Linked DNA regions of Mus musculus: region 1 is linked to region 2. The links are chromatin contacts, called in public HiChIP or PLAC-seq maps. All regions are on one chromosome and are shown on one strand. Each heading gives the region's core, a stretch centred on a gene start, on an enhancer-like site or on the middle of the called end of the contact. The rest is flanking DNA. Distances are from core to core; before and after follow the strand shown.

Region 1 (2,700 bases), core at 129-2,628, 600 kb before region 2:
CCTCCAGCTTACTTTCAATTACTCCCCCAAATTTTCAGGATCCTCCATTGCCTTAAAATAGTCTATATCTACTTGTAGAATCTATGGTTGCATAGCAAGCCCAAATTAGCTCAAATATAAACTCTGTATATGTACAGATTCTGTGGGTCAAGAATGGTGTAGTAAGTGCTGGGCGTGATGGCCCACGCCTTTAATCCCAGCACTTGGAAGGCAGAGGCAGGCAGATTTCTGAGTTCAAGGCCAACCTGGTCTACATAGTGAGTTCCAGGACAGCCAGGGCTACACAGAGAAACCCTGTCTCAAAAAACAAAACAAAACAACAAAACAAATAAGCAAACAAAAAAGCTATCCTAGCAGTCTACATTTTGAGCTGGAGAGATGACTCAGCGGTTAAAAGCACTGACTATTCTTCTGAAGGTCCTGAGTTCAAATCCCAGCAACCACATGGTGGCTCACAACCACCCGTAATGAGATCTGACGCCCTCTTCTGGAGTGTCTGAAGATAGCTACAGTGTACTTACATATAATAAATAAATAAATCTTAAAAAAAAAAAAAAAGAATGGTGTAGTAAGAGATTTTGTCTTTGCCCTATGTCTGGAATTTCTACTGGGAAGACTCAATGGCAGGGGTAATTGGGCATGGTAGTCTCCAAAACTCATTGATACTGCCCATCGTTAAACTTCGTTTCATGGCTAGCTGCTGGGAAGATTCAGACTTGTGTTGGTCTGGTGACCCAGCTTCCTAGTCTGTGGACTTAGTTCCCTGAAGGCAGAGGCTGGGGTGTGGAGCTCTGCCTGCCCCAGCAGAGGCTACGCTGCAGATTGAGCATGGAACCCTGTTCCTGCTCACCCTCTCTGTCTGAAGCTCAACCCAGGGGCTGCGCCGTAGGACTCTGGTGGGTTTCAGTGTCCACTAAGTATGGTGTCCTTTTCCAGGTGCAGGCCTCCCTGGGCCTGAGTCACCTCTGGTTTTGCTTGTGGGACTCGCCCTTGGGTTCTCCCTCTCCTTGATTGGCAGCTGCTCCCTGGGAAGCTTTGCTTGATATTTTTTTCTGCAGTTCTGCACAGCAGGCTTCTACATTTCATCCTTCATCCTTCTCGGCTCCCAGATGATAATTTATAACTGGCGCTGGATAAGGATTTCTAAAACTTCTCTTAAGTTCGGCTGTTTGCCCTGTTTGTTAAAATTCTAATTCGAGTAAGGCTCATTGAGATGTTTGGGGTTTTTGTGATCCATCTGTAGCCTGAACCACAGGAGGCCTGTGCTGGCCCTCTGCCCCGCCTTCTCTTTGCAGCAGGCTTGCTCTGACTGCAGTTTGGAATCGTCTTGTCTAGCTGCCTGCCTCTCAGCTCACTGCCTCACGGCACAGCTTTGATGAAAGGGGAAATGAATCACCAGTGTTGGATCAGGTGTTGACTTCCTGTGTACAACTTCCTGTTAGTGGGTGCACACAGATGGAATTTTTCGAATACTAATAAATCATTGACATTGATTTGATTTGCCTACATCTTGTGATGGCCCTGGCTGAGGAGAGGAAGGGTTTTCTTGATTACTTAGACATTCGCTCTCGGATCAAGCGACACACAGTAAATACACCTGTGTCTTCCTTTTGGAATGGCTGCAAAGGGGTTCAAGCTACTGGAGCTCAAGCGTCTTCTCAGATGCCTGAGATGGGAATCCCAAAGTCATCATTGTGGGAGCAGAGAAAAGCGCCTGGGCTGGAGTGCTAAGATGGCTGCCCGTGAGGCAGAGCAGGCTGCAGAGCAGGGTTGAGCTGCAGCTGTGAGTGTGGTGGAGGCCAGAGAGGCTGAGAGCAGACTGGTTCAGGTGACTGAAGGCCTGGACAAGTGGAAAGCAGTTTGAGAGTCAACAGAGTGGCTTTCTGGGGTTGGGGGTGTGTGTGGGGGGGGAGGTGTGTGTGGGGAGGTTGGGAGCTCTCTGTCTGTTAGGTTGGGTTGTCACCTGTATGTTAGGTGCTCTTTTTTTTTTTTTTTGGTTTTTTGTGACAGGATTTCTCTGTGTAGCCCTGGCTGTCCTGGAACTCGCTCTGTAGACCAGGCTGGCCTCGAACTCAGAAATCCTCCTGCCTCTACCTCCCAAGTGCTGGGATTAAAGGTGTGTGCCACCATGCCCGGCCCTAGGTGTCCATTTTATGGGAGCCTTGTGAGGGTGCTGCCCCCTTGCCCCAGCTTCATGTCTCTTCAGGCCTGGTTTTCTGATTTAACTTTAACACACCATGTGCTCATACACTTTAGTAACTCTGTAGAGGTGTGCCCTTCTATAAGGGGCAGCCATTGTCAGTGTACTGTGTGGCTGTGCTAGGCAGGTGAGGCCCTTCACATGTCTGAGAAAATGTTCTTGACAAAATCCTCCGAATTGGTTATAAATCACATTTTTATCTAGGAAGTTACCCCTAATTAATGTTCCTCAGTTTAAAGGCAGTAGATATATTTGAAATTTGGAGAAAACAAATTCAGTTGTTGTTGTTTTTAAAGCAATTTTTATTCTGTCTTACCATAGTCTGCTCATCTATTTTTCAAAAAGATTCTCTGGGATTTTTTTTTAATTAGGTATTTTCTTCATTTACATTTCAAATGCTATCTCAAAAGCCCCCCATCCCCTGATTTTTTTTGTTTTTTAAAGGTGAATTTAAATCCCTATATTTGTCTTGGTGCTAGGAGACTGATCCCAAGGCCTTG
Region 2 (2,700 bases), core at 175-2,674:
AAAATTTCTCAGATGTGACCACCATATTAATGCAGATTAATAACATAGTCTCAAAATACTAGCCTGTTGTCAGACTACACCAAATTACCCACATACCAGAAAGGCATGTGCTCAGAGGACTGGGCTTTACCTCGGATGCTCACCGACATTAGGAATATATTGTGGTATTCTCAAGGCTTTCATTCTGTGGGCTCTGCAACCTTCTCAAAAGGGTTTGGTTCTCCCAAGACATGTGAAAGCCAGGCATACCTTAAACTCTTGGAGTATCACACTCACTAGGTAGTTTAATATGATTAAAGAATTAAATACCATCAGTCACAACTACCTAAACCCAGATATATTACCAACCACAGGTGCCTGAACCTCAGATATAGCATCAGCCACAGCTGCCTGAGCTCAGACATACCCTCAGCCGCAGCTGCTGAGGCCCGCACACCATCATCCGCAGTTTTCGGCTTATTCTAAGAAGCCCTGTGATTTGCCTCTCACAACAGCCTCTACATTTCAAAACTCTACTCTGCTCCATGTACTAGCTGTTTTTTAAATGGCGTCATTCTTTAAATGTAAACATGGTCTATTATTAATGAGTAGGTATCCATGGTTGAAAAACAGCCTTCCAGATGAAGGCCATGTTACTGAATGCACTGAGTGAGGACCAGGCAAAAAGCATTTCCTGGGTGATCCAACAATAAGCAGCCATGAGCTCTGGAGAAGGTCCAAGAAGCAGAAGACACACTCTCTGGCTCGGGAGCATTTACTACCTGGGTTTGACTTACACAAGCGCCTAAGAAGTACATTATTATAAAAAGGCTCACTAACTGGGTCTGAAGAAGGCAGACAGAGAGGCCTTGGGTCAATGACGGTGGAGTGCCTCCTCTGTGGGCAGACGCTCAGCTTACCTGCTGAATGTCGAGGCTGGTGATGTCCATGTGGACAATGAGGGCTTCCACATTCTCCAGCAGTTTTTTATCTTGGAAATGAACAATTAAGTCCTTCATGACCTGGGGAGTAATCCCCACCAGTTTATCACTTAAGATATATGGCTCAAGGCACTCCAAAAACACGCCTTTTGCGACGGAATTTTCACTTAATTTGTCGTACATTTGACCAAATAGAAGATCCCTATAACAGAAAGAAAAAAAAAAGCAGTTTTAGGACTATTCCAAATACCGATTAAACTTAGTCTAAGTATGTCACATCTTTTCCAGACTTCAGTTTACATCAGCTTAACAAAAACACTAGCAATGTTTGCCCTGAAGTTTACATTGCCATACTGCACACAGTCAATCTTCCCAACAATTTTACACATAAGAAGTCCTGCCAGACACGGTGGTGCATTCCAGCAACCTAACACTCAGAAAGCTGAGCCCAGGCGAGTATGAGCTCAAGGCCATAAAACAGACCACACAGGACCAGCAAGATGACCCAGTAGGGAAGGGAGCGTGCCAGCAAGCATGCCAGCCTGAGTCTGATCTCAGGTCCCACGGGGTAGAGAGCAGAATGATTCTGACCCTCGGGCCAAACGAAGTTGACAAAGCTCAGCTCCTTGCTAAAACCACACTGGGATTATCAGTGAGAATCTGAACCCAGCTCTCTGGCTCACATCCTGTGTGCGATTCTTAGGGCAACTGCTTCTTAAAGCAGTAAGTAGGTAAAGGGCAGACACCATGAAGTAGGGCAGAAGTATCAAAGGACCACGCGCCCTTCCCCCACTCCTGCCACCGACATTCCCAGTGACCTCAGGCTCCATGAGCTCTGATCCTTCACTTTCCCAGGAAAGCTACAAGTTCAGCAAACAGCACGGATGTTAACAGACAAGACACGTCTGCAACAGAGGAAGGGCAACACGCAGTAGTGGTAAGGCTAAGGCAAGTCCACCCAGAGGCTAGCACCAAAGAGCAAGAAAAATCAGACTCAGCAACTCCTATCTGTCTCACTACTTCAAAATTAAAAGGAAGCAAAATTCTACAGCATGAGCTCAGTATTCTGGGAGAAAATGTGTTACGCATCGGGAAAGGAAGACAAGAGGAAGGTACACCCTGTTTCTGTATTTACGCTTTATGCTCCAGGGTACTGATATGTTTCCTAGAAGGACTAACTTCAGCCTTGCCCTGCACTATTTTTGGCTTTACCTCCTGTAACATGAAGTCTGCTGAATAAGAGATGAGGTCATTCGAAAGAGCTCAGTGTTACTAATGCTCTATTAATAGGGATATTTTGGAGAGCTTATTTTTTTTGCTGCAAACAGAAAAAAAAAGGCTAAACTCACACATTGTTTTATAACTTCTTAAAATGTGAAGAACTTAGCTGACAATAACTGCAGACTCTGAGAGGAGAGGGCACTGTCTATCTGAGACTTGCCAATCTGTACTAAGACAAAGCTGAATATCCGAGGACTACGTCCTGTCCACTTGGGCTACTGAGGTACTGCAGGCTCAGAATGCCACGCAACTGAGTCGTTTAGGCTTAATCGCTTCAGATACGAACCATGGTGATAGAAACTCAATGTGACTAGCACCATTACAGTTTACTAAAATATAATCCAAATACTGCACCGTTTTTACAGTTTAAAAGTATGATTACTTCACATGGCCTCTAGACCACTGCAAAATAAAACTGGCATTAAGTCTAGTAAAAATGATATTTGCATTGTGTGCAATTTGCTCCTAAGGGGAATCTCAATGGGAGGCATCCTTTTCA

What was found. HiChIP or PLAC-seq counts read pairs in DNA pulled down with a chosen protein or histone mark.
Region 1: an H3K4me3 HiChIP or PLAC-seq map of bone marrow-derived macrophages shows a contact between it and region 2, with 7 times the contacts expected there. The contact joins two enhancer-like sites. A contact is called at or near these places in 2 of 115 datasets of contacts at active chromatin or transcription factors (bone marrow-derived macrophages and large pre-B cells).

Annotation. Positions count from the first base shown.
Region 1 is chr16:22,096,484-22,099,183 of GRCm38.p6, reverse strand. All of the region lies in intron 2 of Igf2bp2 (insulin-like growth factor 2 mRNA binding protein 2), which reads left to right. Among named protein-coding and RNA genes, the nearest start is that of Igf2bp2, 65 kb to the left of the region's middle. Within about 2 kb of position 1,378, at least 50 of the 459 cell types and tissues checked have an H3K27ac peak or open chromatin away from gene starts, as enhancers often do. A contact at or near this core is called in bone marrow-derived macrophages, where this site is marked.
Region 2 is chr16:21,498,610-21,501,309 of GRCm38.p6, reverse strand. It overlaps Vps8 (VPS8 CORVET complex subunit), which reads right to left. Exons shown (of 47, transcript NM_001285893.1): 22 at 900-1,122. Among named protein-coding and RNA genes, the nearest start is that of Vps8, 77 kb to the right of the region's middle. Within about 2 kb of position 1,424, at least 42 of the 459 cell types and tissues checked have an H3K27ac peak or open chromatin away from gene starts, as enhancers often do. A contact at or near this core is called in bone marrow-derived macrophages, where this site is marked.